2 separate regions of the Rattus norvegicus genome follow, and region 1 is linked to region 2. A link is a contact called in public Hi-C data. All regions are on one chromosome and are shown on one strand. Each heading gives the region's core, a stretch centred on a gene start, on an enhancer-like site or on the middle of the called end of the contact. The rest is flanking DNA. Distances are from core to core; before and after follow the strand shown.

Evidence for each region. Hi-C and Micro-C count contacts between places; a contact is called where the count stands out from the background.
Region 1: a Hi-C map of hepatocytes shows a contact between it and region 2, with 1.7 times the contacts expected there. The contact joins the promoter of Ilf2 here to the promoter of Jtb in region 2. A contact is called at or near these places in 6 of 12 Hi-C or Micro-C datasets (the A7r5 cell line, Schwann cells, frontal cortex and 3 more).

The regions. Positions count from the first base shown.
Region 1 is chr2:178,255,674-178,258,373 of GRCr8, forward strand. It overlaps Ilf2 (interleukin enhancer binding factor 2), which reads left to right and starts at 1,254. Exons shown (of 14, transcript NM_001393800.1): 1 at 1,254-1,364; 2 at 2,143-2,202; 3 at 2,541-2,583. The coding sequence starts at 1,360. Trnam-cau1 (transfer RNA methionine (anticodon CAU) 1) reads right to left here and starts at 1,049; the gene lies at 978-1,049.
Region 2 is chr2:177,981,602-177,984,301 of GRCr8, forward strand. It overlaps Jtb (jumping translocation breakpoint), which reads left to right and starts at 1,432. Exons shown (of 5, transcript NM_019213.2): 1 at 1,432-1,786; 2 at 1,942-1,979; 3 at 2,191-2,273. The coding sequence starts at 1,704.

The DNA.
Region 1 (2,700 bases), core at 4-2,503, 270 kb after region 2:
GTAGAGCGCTTGCCTAGGAAGCGAAGCGCAAAGCCCTGGGTTCGGTCCCCAGCTCCGAAAAAAAGAACTGCTGAGTCATCTCTGATCGAGCCCCAATAAAAAGAAAATCTAAAGGCAAACCTAACCCACGATAGTAGAAATCCAGTATGGTTATCTTTCTGAGATGATAAAATACTGTTTTTGTGAGGCAGGATCTCCCTATGTAGACTTACTTGGCATGGACTGGTTACCTAGAATAGTCTGACCTTGAACTCACAGAGATTCTCCTGCCGCTGCCTCCCAGGTGCGGGAATTAAAGACATGCTCCACCATGTTTACCAAAATATCCTTTAAATTTTTTTCCGTTACATTTATTTATGTTGTGTTTGTGGGTGTCACCACACCCACGGCATTCATAGTGAGGTCGGAGGACAAAATGCAGATCGCGGCTCACCTTCCATCACTGAGTCTCCAGAGGTCGAACTCAGGTAGTTGCGATTGTACCTGCCGACTCACCTTGCCGACCTGATAAAGTATTCCTTATTTTAATGAGGTTACTTAGAAGGAATAGATGCCTACAAAAGTAAATAATACATCAATACTTGTCAGAATCACCTAGCATAGGGAAGTGGGGAGGGAGGATCTGGGTGGAACTGGGGAAGAGAAATACATGATCAAGAAAAATTGTATGACAATTTTCAATAAAAAAGAATCATATAACAGTAATGATATTGAGGGAAAAAATGGTGGGAAATGGAACTATTTCTGATATTTCCGTAAGGTAAAAGTTATGTTTTCAAGTGAGGCGGCACACGGCAGAGATTGCTAAGAGTTTGATGACAGCTCAGGCTACATTAACGAGTATTATGTAAACTAGGGTGACAAAGCAAGACGCTGTCTGGAAAAAAAAGTTGGAGAAGGAAAAAAAACCCCACATCTCTTGCTATGGAAAAATTTAATTGTATTTTCACCCGTAAAAAGAAAAACAAAGTCTCCGATAGCAGAGGATGGTTTCGATCCATCGACCTCTGGGTTATGGGCCCAGCACGCTTCCGCTGCGCCACTCTGCTACCTACTGGTAGGCTATGCTTGTATTACCATAGAAGACTTTACCTGCTTACAGCCTCAAATTCTGAACGCCCTCTACTGTAAGTGGGGGAAATTGCCTCTGTCCCTGGTATGTCTTCTTATTGGTTGACTCCTTTACAGAGCATTTCCATTGGTTGCTGGGTTAACCAATAAACGCACGGGACGGAGTGAGGCGGGAGCCTATCGCGCAGGCGTTTGTTGGGACACGCCGACCCGACGTTTCTCTGTTACCTTGATTCTTCCAAGCGAAGAGCGGTTGAGTGGTCTCCATTGTTCAGGATTAAGCGAGCCATGAGGTAAGTAGACAGGGTGCTTGAAAGTTCCTGCCGTAGCCTCGAGGGATGGGGGGTTGGAGTTGGGGAGCAGGCTGAAATGGAGTCGGGGGAAGAAGGGCCTGTATCTGGGCGGCCGGCGGAAAGCCGGGCCGGAGAGAGTGGAGTAGGAGGAGGCTGGCCGACTCGGGGAATCGGGCCTGGAGGGGGGCCGGGCCCCAGCAGGGCAGTTGTGTTGATTCCTGGGTCTCGGGGGATGGAGGAGAGGTCTTAACGGACCAGGAAGATCACCCTCCGTGCGCAGTGAGCAGGCTGGAGCGCTGCACATTTTTCTGGTGCCTAGTGTTTGACCAATTGGACATGTCTCGTAACTGGTATGCTGTATTAATAAATGAGAAGTCACCTTACCCTGAATATTACGACCCGTGTGCCTCAGGATCGTGGGTTACTTAGTAGGGGTATGTATGTCAGGTTCTGAAACTCGTATTTTCCTGATGTGAGTTTTGATAAAATCCTGAATTAGAAGTGGGGTGTGGTGGCTCAGGATGCAGTCTTGGGGTGGGGGGAGGTAATGCAGGAGATACATGAGATTCCGTTTCAAAAACAGAAGAAAAAAAAGTCCAGAATTAGGATGTCATGAGAGTGGGACTGGACATCATTTGGAATCGGGGAGAAGTGAGCATGATATATCTGTCGACTTCAGTAGTTGGAGGGGGGTCAGGGTAAGTCACATTGAAATAACATTGATGGTGTGATGGAAACCTTTTTCAGCAACATGAGAGTAAAATGTATGTACTTTTAGGGGTGACAGAGGACGTGGTCGTGGTGGGCGCTTTGGTTCCAGAGGAGGTCCTGGAGGAGGGTGAGTGTGGCTGTTCACGTCTTTGCCTTGGTTTGTTTCAGTAGATAGGAGTTTGGAGTAGATTGTTCTGTTTGATTTTGTGAAAACCACTCGAAGCATTTCTTTTCCTCATGTCCTACAAAGTGAATTTGGCTTTTTGCTAAGAATGATGCAGCTTAGAAATGCCTGAATTCTTTTTTTTTTCGGAGCTGGGGACCGGAACCCAGGGCCTTGCGCTTCCTAGGCAAGCGCTCTACCACTGAGCTAAATCCCCAACCCCAGAAATGCCTGAATTCTTAAGACAGAATTCTCTTGCTTGCTTTCTGCCTGAATAATTTTGGATTGTTTTCATGTTTCAGGTTCAGGCCTTTTGTGCCCCACATCCCCTTTGATTTCTATTTGGTGAGTATTTTGGCTTTGGAGAACTTGACTGGCTACTGCTCACTTACAGGTGTAGAAGCCCAGAATCCTTGTTAATGACGTTAGATACTGTTTGGAGTAGGATTCAAGAATGGATCT
Region 2 (2,700 bases), core at 182-2,681:
CCTGCCTCTCTACCTCCCAAGTGCAGGCATTCGAGGCCCGCACCACCATGCCCAGCAAGATTAACACCCCAGGGAAGAATGTATTTTTAAAAAGTATGTGTATGTTTTGGTGTGTATCCTGTGCATGCCTGGTGCCGGTGGTATCCAAAAGAGAGTGTGAGACCTCCTGCAACTAAATGTGTTTACAAGTAGTTAGGAGTCCCTGTGGATGCTGGGAATCAAATCTGGATCCTCAGGAAGAACAACTAATGCTCTTAACTACTGAGCCATCTCTTCATCAGAATAGATACTTTCTTTTTTTTTCTTCTCCTTCCTTCTTCCTTCCTTCCTTTCTTTCTTGACAGAGTTTCATCATCTAATTCTGGCTGGTTTGGAACTTGCTACTTGACAAGGCTGGTCTCAAACTCCTCCTGCCTCCTTAGTACTAGGACTAAAGGCTTGAGTCACCACAACACCAATCGAGTAGCTGAAAAGATCCTGAATCTAGTTCCAATATTACTTTAAATTTAAAATCTCAGGGGTTGGAGATTTAGCTCAGTGGTAGAGCGCTTGCCTAGCAATCGCAAGGCCCTGGGTTCGGTCCTCAGCTCCAAAAAAATAAAATAAAATCTCTATGCTCTAGTCAGGCAGAGGTGACATGCCTTTAATCCCAGCTCTCGGGTGGCAGAGGCAGGCAGATCTCTGAGTTTGAGACCAGCATGGTCTAAAAAACAAGTTCCAGGACAGCCAGAGCTGCACAGAGAAACCCTACTGCCTCAAAATAATGATAATAAATAATAATACAATATAAAATACAAAATAAACCAACCAACCAAATAAATATTAAAAATCTCCGTGCTCTTAGCCTTGAGATCATTTCCCTATTTGTAGGAGCAAGGGAGAGATGAGAACATCTGAGGTTTTTCAAAGGAATAGTTCTGTGAAGCAGTTTCGCACTAACATAAGGGGAAACAGACACTATTCATTTGTAGAGTCGGGTGTGGGTCCAGGGACAAAAGCGAGTTTCAAATTCGATTCAGTTCCTCCTCTCATCAGCAGATTTCCGGGACCCAACTTGGCAAGACCCGCCAGGGTGTTAAGGCAGAAATGGGGAGGCTGTCAAGAGCCTAATAGTAAGCCCAAAGCTTTGATGAAGGCCCCAAGTCCAGACAGAGCGGCGCTTTTTATTCCTCCCCGCTCTCCTAGTTCTAAATAGACAAACAGGTGATATCGGGGAAAGGCGAACCCAGAACAAACGAAATCTCCTATACCGCCGATCCAGCCGGCTCTGCAAACACTACAAGGACCACACTGCCGCGCGGCGCCCAGCTGAAGAGTCGCGTGATCCTGCGCAAACTCAGTGAGATTCAGTTGCCACCGAGTCCGGAACGACTACAGCAGGAGATAGACGAGAGCACCCGGGAAGAGTCGGCGCCGCTAGTGCCGGGACCAGGAGCCTCCGCGAGCAAGATGGCCGCTCCCGAGACCGAGGCCAGGGGGCAGGGGTACTAAGTCCGGACCCGCGTGCCCTTCTCCCGGCCGCCTGCGCCCTCATCAAGACCTCGCGCTTCTAGCCAAGACATCTACATGGATTATTCTCGCCGTGGTCACGAGGCCGTTCCAATAGAGCTCTAGTTGGCCCAGATTGAGAACTCTGGCATTTGGCTGCTCTGAGCTGGAACCTCCGGGAGGTCTGCTGCAACAGGTGCGACCCTGACCGCTCCATGCTCGTGGGCGCGGGGAGGCGTGGCCTCCCCCGGGGCGGCCACCTCTGTTGGTTGCTGTGCGCTTTCACCTTAAAGCTCTGGTAAGTGGGTACTGGGGAGGGACAGGGGGATCGCGGGCGAACCCCATAGTCTACGCCCTTAGGAACCGGGACTCTTCATCCACTGACGTCAAAAGTGGGTGTGCCCTGTTTTCGGCGAGTTCACCCTTGTTCTTGCCCCTTTTCCCTACCTGCAGCGAAGCAGAGGCCCCGGTGCGCGAGGAGAAGCTATCAGGTGGGTGATTGCCCGAGAATCCTGTACCTCTCTATAGCTTGTTTGTTTCTAATGCCTTTTTAGTACACCCAGAACACAGATAGAAAAAGGAGGTGCCACCTGGAGTGAGGGCGGGCAAGCCCTGTGTTGGGAAGCTAGATGGGCAGAGCCTTTGAGAGAAATGTTTTTTTGAATGGTCTTCGGCTGGCCGTTTTTCTCTCTCTCCTTTTAGTGAGCACATCAACTTCACCATGTTGGTTGGTAGAAGAGTTTGTGGTGACCGAAGAGTGTACTCCGTGTTCTAACTTCCAGATTGTGAGTATTTTTTTTTTAAGTATGTCATCGCAGTGTCTTCCTGCTTTCCTCTCAGACTCTTAGGTTATGTTCAGATCATATTTTTTGTTTGTTTCATTTTATGTATATAGGTGTTTTGCCTGCATGTATTCAGGGTGTGTGTTTGTTGCCCCCAAAATCCAGAAACAGTCATCAGATCTCCTGGAATCAGAGTTAGAAAAGATTGAGTCCTCACGTGGGTGCTGTGAATGGAACTCCATCCTCTCCAAGAGCAACCAGTGTTCTTAACTACTGAGCCATATCTTCAGCCTTTTTTTTTTTTTTTTTTGAGACAGTGTCTTGCAATATAGCACTGTCTAGCCTGGAACTCATCATGTAGGCCAGGCTGGCCTTGAAAATTATACTCATTTTGTGTAGGTCATGTGCCATAGAAGTCAGAGGACAACTT